Linked DNA regions of Mus musculus: region 2 is linked to region 1. Evidence: chromatin contacts called from public Hi-C data. All regions are on one chromosome and are shown on one strand. Each heading gives the region's core, a stretch centred on a gene start, on an enhancer-like site or on the middle of the called end of the contact. The rest is flanking DNA. Distances are from core to core; before and after follow the strand shown. Region 1 overlaps Clstn2 (calsyntenin 2). Region 2 holds the start of Clstn2 (calsyntenin 2).

Region 1 (5,054 bases), core at 1,648-4,147:
AGTGCTGGGTGGAGAAGGGCACACTCGGGCATTTAAGTCATTTATAGTTTACATTTTTACAGCACAGCAGAGATCAGCATCCGCTTTCCAAGTGCAATTAGTAGACAGCGCAGTCTGCCAAGCCGCTGTGTAAATTGTGCCTATTAAAAGAATCTACGCCATGCAATGATTGATCAACACCAAGGATTTATTCACTGAGTGAACAGCGGTTTTTACTTTTGCCATTAGCCAGGGTGATCCATAACAATTTAGATAATGTACTCAGACAGATGCATTCACAAACTGGTGTCAAAGTCCTGCCTTAAGGGTGGCCATCCTGGGTAGGAAGGGAGGAAGAGTTATCGGATGCTGGTCCGGCCAGGGAGCCTGGAACTCACTGGGTTTTGGGTCTGCCATCCTGGAAAACCAACGAGAAGGCGGCATGGGGTCGAGCTGCAGCCGTCCTCCCCTGCAGCACACGGAGCCTGTCTGTGGCATGTTCCCATCAGTGTCCTCATCTGCCAATGGAAATGACCCAGCTGTCACTGAAGTAGAAGAGTGCTTTGTAAGTTAAACTGAGAGCATGATAAGGGACCTAGAGAGATGCTGCTATTCATACTGCACATGTGGGCTCTCCATAGCATGCACAAAGGCACATGTACACATATCCACAGAATATTGCTATCTGGTATTCCAACAAACCTCTTCCCTTTGGGATGGGGTGTTCTAACAGAGTCTTTTGTTTTTCTCTTCTTTTTCTTTACTGGCACCAGGTGGTGTTTAACACTTTATTTCCAGGCCCGGTGACAGGTACTGATGCTCCCTCTCTTCATCAACAGTATAGACCTTGTGTCTGCAGGCTCCCAGATGGCACTGCTGATGTGGTCCTATGGAAAACCAGCTCAGTGAAGGCAGGGATGAACTCTGCACACTTCATGGGGCTCAAGTGCCCACCCACACACCAGTTGTTCCCACTTCCAGTCTGTTTCCTGCGGGCTCCCACAGGATGTCCCAGAGGCTCCGCCCAATGTGACATGCCACATAGAAAAGCCACTTTCTCCCCTAAACTACTGTCCCAGCCTTCATCATCTCTGATTAATGTCATTCTCACCACATGTGTGATTATTTAAGGTAAGACCTTGGTCACCTTGACACTCTCCTTTATCCATGTACGGAGGCCTGCTTCCTCCAAGTGTCTCTGCTCTAGTGCGGCTCCGTACCACCCCTCTCCTCTCCATTCCCACTGCTGCCATCAATCCATCCTCCTCCACCTCTGCCTAAGACCAGTCTCCATCTGACCCTCCCCAGCATGTTTTTAGGACATGAATTCAAACATGGCTTTCCTTCGCTTTACACTCAGCAAAGGCTCATCCAGTATTCTGGGCCCAGAGAGCTTTTCCTGGGAATATGTCTGGCAAATGTTTCTTTAAGAGACCTGACTGTACCATTTGTGTATGCTAGGTTCTCCAGAGAAACAGATTCAACAGTGTGTGTGTGTGTGTGTGTGTGTGTGTGTGTGTGTGTGTGTGTGTGTGTATGAAGAAATAATTGAGAGGACCAAAATATTTTAAGAATTGGATATGTGATTTGGGGGAACCCCAAGAAGAGCTGATTCTGCCACTCAATTTCAAAGGCACATGGCCCTTCTTGTTCTTGTACAGTAGAGGACATCTTTCAAAATAAATCTGAGTCCCACAAACAAACTGCTTTATGCTGTCTTGCAATTTGAATGTTAACATGTTTTAAAAGATGCCTTCTGGGAGCATCCAGAATAATATTTAGCCAAATATCTAAGTAGCTTAGCTTAGCCAATGAAGCACATAAAGCTGACCATCACACCATCTATCTTCTATGGTAACAGGGATGAGGCCTGACACATAAGCAGGACTTATCTTCCCCCTGTGTCTGATATGGACTCATCTGGGTGGCTCCAGCCAGAGGACTCCAAAACTTCAGTGTGGGGGAGACCCTAGGATCATGTTAATAGAGACCATCTTGAAATAATGAGAAGACAGCCCCAAGGAAGGCCAGGGTCCCATATAAATGGAATTGCCAAGAAAGGAAGACATGTTGTGTCTCAATTCAGTAAATACTTCAAATAATAATAGCATTAAGGATATAGAATTTGAGTTCCTCCTATAATATGGCAATTATCAGTAAGTCCTTGCCTTCAAATGGTTCCAATTTATGAATTTTGACCTTATAATGGCGGGAAAGCATTAATAACTCAGTAGCCACTATGCCTCTAATTTTAATGTCCCCCAAGCTAGCAATATGTGGAGTTGCTCACTTGCACTGCTAGGTAGAAAAGATCAGCCTCAGCTGCAGCTCTCCTGCAGTGTATCATTGCCAAGCTGTGGTGTTTATCAGATTAGGTCTACTCATTGCATCTTCAAATTAGACTATTTTCCACTTTTGAGGTGTTCCTGGGAGCTAACCCCATCGTAAGGTGAGGAACATATGGGTATTAATGAGATTAAGTATCTACTAACAGCCAGTGTGCTTTACATGGGACGCATGAGAGATGGAGGGGAGTGGGAAGGCTGAGGGTCCCATGAGGTAGAAATCTAGAGGGGTGAAGATGGGGACACCCTGAAGTTACATTCCCAAGGCTAGAATACAATCACTAACATTGCTTTATATAGAGAGATCCAGCACAAAGTATAAAGAAGGGGACAATCCTCTATGGCTTTCCCAACCTAGATGGCTACTGTTTGCCTACAGCCTGCCTTGGTAGATGTAAAACCCTAGTCCCCATGGATGTGCCTGATCAGAGTAATACAGCAGGATGTAAGAGCTCATCCTGGAAACTTGGGCCAACCCACAGGCTATACCCTCTTCCTTCTACCCATTACCCTTCTACCTTCCTCTTCAGAGAAGCATTACTTCATGGTATGTCTCTGCATCTTCAGCTCCTCCAGGGAGACAGTGTCTCACACAGGGCCCCAGAGAACAGGCTATATGCTGAGCAGAGGGCTAGCCTATAACTCAGCTCAAATGCGTCACAGCTTCTATTCCAGTTCACACAGCATTGACAGACCCCCTATATAAGGAGGGACTCCCATCAGGACAGACAGCTATAAATGCTGCTACTCCCAGAGGTAGGCTAAATGTGTCCCCTCAGACCTGAGCACTGGCTTAGAGAAGAGTCCCATTGCAGCTGCAAGGGGAATCCATCTGTGATTAGCAGAATCATTCTACAGCTTTAAAACATCTTCTAGACAACACACGGCGAGTGGAGCCAACTGCCCAGCTGCTACCACCAGTGAAAGAACGATGACATGGTGACTTTTTTTCTGAAAAACTGCGGAGAAAAGGGATACCCTGAAGTAATACTTTATAATTTTAGGTCCATTCCCCAGCCTCAAAGAACATACCACTCTACTGCTTCCGTCCTTAAAATAAACAGAAAGAGCAAAAAATAGAGTGTACTGGGACTGGTCTGCACAGCTACCAAGACGTCATCTCCACTCCTGTTGGAGTTATTTAGGAAAAGCTATCTCTGGCAGGAGCCATGTGCTCACAACTACCCCAGAACAAGGCACTCAATAGTCTCCAGGGCCTGACGTGCATTTCAGCCTTGGGATAATGGTCCTATGTCTCTTAAAACAAGAAGGAAAAGCCAGTCAGACCCGCAGCCCACCTTTGCTTATAAGGAATGTTGAAACGACCAAGCCCACCACTCCTTGCCTCCTTCACATGGTTTGCATCTGAAGGGCCACCTCTCCCCTTGTGCTGGAAGGCATCCCTGCATCCTGAGCATGAAGGGTTTGATAAGCATACCCCTAGCATGCACAGCATGTTTAGACCATCTGAGCTCTTCTGTATGCCCACCTCTATGCAGACACCTGACAAGTGGAGAGGAAGCCCACCAGGCTCAGGCTTCTAAAGGTGCTCTGCAGATTAGACAGGAGGGAGAACTGAAACAATGTGATTAGTGCCCCTGGAAGGTCAGAGACAGATGTGTCATGCGTGTGTGCATGTGTATGGGTGTATGTACGTGTGCATATGTGCATTCATGCCACAGCATGCATGTGGAGGTCAGCTGAGGTGTCAGGCCTCCGCTTGAAGCTTGTCTGAGACAGTCTTCTATTGTTGTTCACTGATATGTACAGCAGGCTAACAGGCCTAAAGCTTCACAAGATCATCTTGTCCAATGTCTCCTGCGGGGCCGTGGGTGTGGGGGAAAGAAAGGAGTGGGAGAGAACCGCCAGAGTTCCGGTGCTCTGGGCAGGCAGACTCGAGAGGACTGCGCACGCTTTCCACATGGCCCCGGGTGGGCATCTAGCTGTGTTAAGCCACTGACCCCACACGGCAGGTGGTGGACAAGGGGCAGCCCCAGGTACCAGGTTCTCAGCCTCTGGCATCCCACACTGGATACTGCAATGAGCTGAGAACAAAATAGGGGCCCAGGGCAGCACTTGGCACCAGGGCTGAAAGGAGGAGAGTGCAGGGGGAGAGGCGGCTGGATGGTTCCCACATGGGCAAGAATCCTTTGTCAGGTCTGTGGCTGGAGCACAGGATGGCCTTCTGGCAGGAGCTTAGACATGGCTCCTTAGGAAAAAGCCTATCTCATTGTTCAAGCACTTCATGATCAGAGACAGTCTATTGTTTTAGAGCTTTATTGTAGAAAGGCAGGGGTAAAGAGAGAAGGTAGAAAGAGAGAGGGAGAGGCTGGCCATAGCCACGTGGAGAGAGGGAAGAGAGAGAGAGAGAGAGAGAGAGAGAGAGAGAGAGAGAGAGAGAGAGAGAGAGGAGGGTTAGAGAGTAAGAAAGGTTAAAGCTTAGAGAGAGAGGTGGGGCCAAGCAGCCCCTCTTATAGTGGGCTGGGCTATCTTGCTGTTGCCAGGTAACTGTGGGGTGGCGCATACCTGGCTATAGTCAGGTAACTGTGGGGGTGGAGTCTAGCCAGAATGCCAGAAACTTGGGACATTGTCTGCATGACTGATAGCCTCAGACCTCCCCTATGGGGGCCATGGGGGCAGTAACTTCAACAGGAGCCAGGCGTCCAGGAGACATGATCTAATACCTTCTGTCCCATGAAGGTGGAAATTACTGCTCACCTGATCCCACCG
Region 2 (5,054 bases), core at 1,771-4,270, 80 kb after region 1:
CCAAGCATTGTTCATAGTGTGTGTGTGTGTGTGTGTGTGTGTGTGTGTGTGTGTGTATAGGAATCCAAGAAGGGCTTGTTTTTATGTGTATCCTAAGCATAGGAAGATGAGGAAGCAGTTTTAACTGCCCGGCTACTTTATTCATGTCTGCTTCTGGAACATGGCTGCACTGGAAGCTCAACCTTAGGTGGAAAACCCCAGCAGTGGTCAGGAGTTAGCTTCTAGGTCCCCTGCAGCAAGAAGTAAGAAATGCAAAAGCAGAACACACTGGTATTCAGATGTGCCACCTCACAGGAATTTGAGACCAGCAGAACACCTGTAAAAAGTTATTTAGAGGGTGTGTCCAACTCACAAGGTCTGTACCCCTCAGCTAAGGCATCGTCATGCACACTCCTGGTTGTCTTCTTTCTACCCGTGAACTCGGAAGTGCACTGAGAAAGACAGCTGTCTCTCTGTTCAGTCTCTCTCAAGGGCCCTCCTGAGTCTTCTCCTTTTTAACGATGGGAATAGAAATGATAGAAGCCTTACAAAACAGCGCTATCAGAGGCAGTGTGTGTTACGTGCAAAACTCAGTTTTATTGTTCCTCCCAAATAGTCCTCAGGGGTTGTACAATTTAGAAATGTAAACTTCAAGTGCACTGAAATAAAGAAAGTCTGACCTGTAAATGTTAAATAAACTGTTATAATAAATGTGTCTGTTGTGACCAAATAGTCCTTGTTTCGAAATAAATAAATTAAATAAATAAATAAATAAATAAATAAATGGTGCTCTTTGCAGCCCCCTTGTGGCTTGAAGGGGAAAGACAAGGAGAATCCAGAGTAGCTCCTATTCTCAAGGCCAATAAAACTTTTAGAGTAGAATGACAAATAGCTTTAAATGTGAAATGGATATATTCTAAGGGAAGAAAATTACGGATTTAAATTATTTTATATACAATTATTTACATAATCTAGACCTGTGGAAGCCTGCATTTGTTGTGGCTTTTTGTTCTCTCCCTCTCCTCTCATTTCCCATTCTTGGCAAACTCAGCAAGGTGTTACAGGAGGGGCTCTCTTCCCAAATTACTCCTTCTCTAATCCTTACTCACCGTGAGCTCCCCTGAAAGGATGAAATCTGCCTACCTGTCAAAGTGTCCGTACTGGAAGAACAGACTGTTCGGACGCTCGGTTTCTATCCTTATTTTCACCAGAACAACAGCAACAGCATAGTACATTGGTCCCTTCATACAGACAACCTTTTACCATACCACTTTTAAAAAGACATTTTCATGATGAATTTTTCTGTCTTCTCAAAAAAAGAAAAAAAGAAAGAAAGAAAAAAGGAAGAAAGAAAGAAAGAAAGAAAGGAAGAAAGAAAGAAAGGGAAAAAGAAACTCCTTGAGGAAGAGGAGAGGTACGTGTTAGAAAGACACCTGTGCATAAAATCTTTTCCATTTTATGTCACCAGAAATCAATAGATTAAAAAGAATAGGAGCACCTCTTTTCCCAAATTTATCACTTGCAAATGTCAGGAGAGGCCGCTCTCAAAGTCCAGACAAGGCAAATGGAATGGCCTGCTTCCCCAATTGCCCTGTCTCCGGAGAGATCCAGGCTGCTGTGCTTTTCATACCAGCTCAGCCAACAAACCTCTAAATCAAGCTGTCTCTACTTGGGAATCTTTTTCCAACAAGGACAAAAACTCTGTTTTCAAAATATCGCCAGACAGAATTCCAAGGACCATATGTCACCCGTTCACCTGGCAGAAATCAAAAGCACGCCCTCCTCGTCAACAGTGCAGAGAATCAACAAGTTACCACTTAAGCCAAACGCTCCATCCTGCAATCTGCTACAGTCTCCCTGAGCCCACCATCATCCACCCCAATTGGGCTCCTGCGATGCTTCCCAGCTTTTGGCTACCGCGTGACCTTCTGTTCCAGACCCGCCCTCCAGATGCAGGCTCCCCAACCTGCGCTTCTCCCAGCGCTCCCAGACAGCTGTCAAAGTCTGGGGCTTGCGGGCTTCAGGTTCCCCTGATAACGCCAGCGTTCAGGAGAATCTTAGAGGATTAGAGAGGTCAAGATCAACTATAAAGACCAGAGAGGAGCTCTAGGCTCGGAGGCTCGGTCCTCCGAAGAAAAGCAGAGTGTGAGCCGCAGTAGCAACCATCACATCCCGCGCTTCTTCCGGACTCTGCCCATCTTGAGGGCGTGAGTTCCCAGGGGAGCCAGAGCCCGCGCTGCGGAGGAGCAGGAGGAGCGCCTGGGTGCGGGCAAGGCTTTCAGGAGCCTACAAGTTCCCACGCCATCCTCAAGCTGGAGTGCCAGTCCAGCTCGTCTCGCTGCTTTGAAGACGCCCCTGGTTCTTGCCCCCAAAGCAGAAGCAGACAGACACCTGCTTCACCCACTCCCCAGCCCCCGCTACAGCGCCCATGTCCTGCCTTGCTCAAAGCATCCCTGAGCCAAGCCCCGCGATGCTCCCACCCCAGCACACAGGGCCCCCAAAGTTCTCTATACTCCATAGACCTCCCCTTCTCCTTGGCGCCTGGACCCCGCCCAGAGGTTGGGCTGGAGAACCTCTTGGGTCCACAGTTTAGGGCGCACACTTCGAGGACGGTGCGCGCAGAAGCCGAAGCTGCCACAAGAAAGGGCGGGTGTTAGACGAGTAAGTCCAGGGTCTGCACCCTCGAGCCCGCCCTGCTTCCTTCCAGAAGAGGAACAAACTTCCCCAGCACCCACCTTTCGCCACGAGGAGGCGGCGCCGCCGGCTGTCTCCGCCGTCTCCACTGCCGCCGCCGCTCCCTACGCCCAGCGCCAGCAGGAGCGGCACCAAGCACAGCCTCCCCGGCAGCATCCTCGCCGCCTGAGCCGCCACCGAGCTGCAGCCGCCGCCTCCTACCGCTCGCGCCGGCCTCGCCTGCCGGTGTCCGCTGGCGTCCGCTGGTGTCCGCCGGTGCCTGCCGCGCCGCCTCCCTGGAGCTGCCGGGTGCGCTTCTGGAGCCGCCGCCGCCGCCCTCACTCACCGCCTCCGCTGCCCTTCGCCGCGTCGCTCGCTCTCCCGCAACAGCAGCACTCACTGGCGCGGACCCGGAGCGGCTCCAGCGCTCACCCCGGGACGGCCCGTGACGTCACGGAGGGAGGGAGGTGGCTCGTGCATATTCATGAGACGCGGACATCGGCGCGGGGTTGCGCGCTCCCCCGCCTCGCAGCTCCGGCCCCCAACTTTCCACAGCCATCCCCTATGCCGCTCGCTCGCGTGATCCGACTCGGTCAGGCGCCGGTTCCGGCGGGTGGAACCCATGCGGGAGGCTCCAGGGGAGCCTTAGGGCCTGGCGTCCCCCCCTGCGGCTCTCCAAACTGCAGCCCCGAGGCACTGCGAGCGCCACAACCAAGTGATCGCCCGAGGACCTTCTGTAAAGATGCAGGCGACCCTACTGTGATGCGCCCTTTGAACCGACATCCCTGCGGAGGGGCCAGGATGCTGTCTCTGTGGACCCTGCCCTTGGATATGGTCTAGGGATGGACGCTCTATGCCGCCTGGTCTGGGGAGGGCGCCAGGCGCTCACTAGAGCTGCAAAAGGCCACTGCCTCTAGGAGTTGTAGGGCAGAGATCACTTAGGACCTGCGTAGCAATGCCCGGGCTCTGTGCCATCTCAGTGAAGCAGGCACAGCCACTGCTAGAGTCAAAAGGACTAGCTAAAGTCAGAAAAGGCAACTGTCAGTCTTCAGTGGGAAGCACATTCAAACTTCTCCCTCAGAAGTTGCCACCTTTACATTGTCACTACCTAGGTAAGAGTATGCCATTTGGTATCATGCCTTCTAAAATCTCAAGCCAAGGAACACTGTCTCTGGAGGTGGGGTTCATATAGTTCTCCACCACAATACACCCCCAACCACCATCAGGCTGCCAAAGGATCAAGAAGGTTCCCAGTAAAATCAACTAACCGCTCGGAAGAAATCACTATATTTCCATAGATGTACTATTTTCTCACGATCCAAGGGTCATGTGCAGTTGAGAAATGAGGCAAAAAAAAAAAAAAAAAAAACCAAAAAACAAAAAAAAAACAAAAAACACAGAAACAAACAAAATTATCCTTTCATTCATCATCCCGTTCAAGACATTTCCTGAGCACTAAATGATTGTGGATGCCCCGTTAGGCAATGAAGGACACAAGGTCTTTGTCCCTCTTGGAGAAGCCAAAGGGGATGAAAGCAGTTAAAGTCCCCCGCTTTATGGTCCTGCACATTCTTTATGTTGCTCGATATGAGCCTGTACAAATCAATTAGCCAAATGTGTATATTGCAACACTGACTGAACAGCATCTCATAATTAATAAGTGTAGTTCGGAGTACTCAACCAAGCCATAAAATACATTAAGAGCCTTCTGCTGCCCAGCCTCCCTGTGTGGTCCTGGCAGCACACTGGGAGACTGTGGTGTTAAAAACAAACTTCAACATTTGAGACCTCAAGAGGTGCTCAACAGCTGCAAATCCTGGTGGCTGCAGGGGACTCAGCTCTTTGGCCAGCAGGTCCCCTTTAGTCCATGAAGCAACACCTGTGCTATTGTTCTTGTTTCTGGAGTAAGGTCACTCCTTTACCCAAGGTAAAGAGCTACCAAGTTCCAAGCCAACATCAAGAGACCTCTCACCCTTCTCAGATTTTAAAGTTATAATCCAGAAGGAGGTAGATGCTGACCATGCAAAGTCAGAGAAGCCAGTGAATGAGAGAAATGTAAAATCGACCCATTTTTTTATCCTTTGTGCTCCATCCCATTTGGCTGATATTTACCCCCCTTGTTTACTCAGACAAGAACCTCCTTACTGACTGAACATCATCCCTGGAGGTCCTTAAGCTAACTGTTGTTAAAGTCATCTGGTCCCAAGTATTTGACATGAAGTTTCAAATTCAGACCAAATAATGAGAAGCAGAACAGAGAATGAAAAGAAGCAGAACAGAGAATTATAAAACATCCCCAAGAAAGAAATGGCCAGGAAAGAACATCACAGAGAAACACAGTAGGGAAAGGGCGCTTACCAACAGGTGCAGCACGTCTCTCATCCTTCGCTTCTTGTGAAGGA

What was found. Hi-C and Micro-C count contacts between places; a contact is called where the count stands out from the background.
Region 2: a contact with region 1 is called in a Hi-C map of olfactory sensory neurons, with 4 times the contacts expected there. The contact joins the promoter of Clstn2 here to the enhancer-like site in region 1. A contact is called at or near these places in 1 of 39 promoter capture datasets (embryonic stem cells), 2 of 484 Hi-C or Micro-C datasets (olfactory sensory neurons and uterus) and 2 of 9 other capture datasets (adipose tissue and liver).

The regions. Positions count from the first base shown.
Region 1 is chr9:97,950,739-97,955,792 of GRCm38.p6, forward strand. All of the region lies in intron 1 of Clstn2 (calsyntenin 2), which reads right to left. Among named protein-coding and RNA genes, the nearest start is that of 4921534H16Rik, 50 kb to the right of the region's middle. Within about 2 kb of position 2,898, at least 7 of the 459 cell types and tissues checked have an H3K27ac peak or open chromatin away from gene starts, as enhancers often do. A contact at or near this core is called in olfactory sensory neurons, where this site is marked.
Region 2 is chr9:98,030,147-98,035,200 of GRCm38.p6, forward strand. Clstn2 (calsyntenin 2) reads right to left here and starts at 3,021. Exons shown (of 18, transcript NM_022319.2): 1 at 2,715-3,021. The coding sequence starts at 2,829.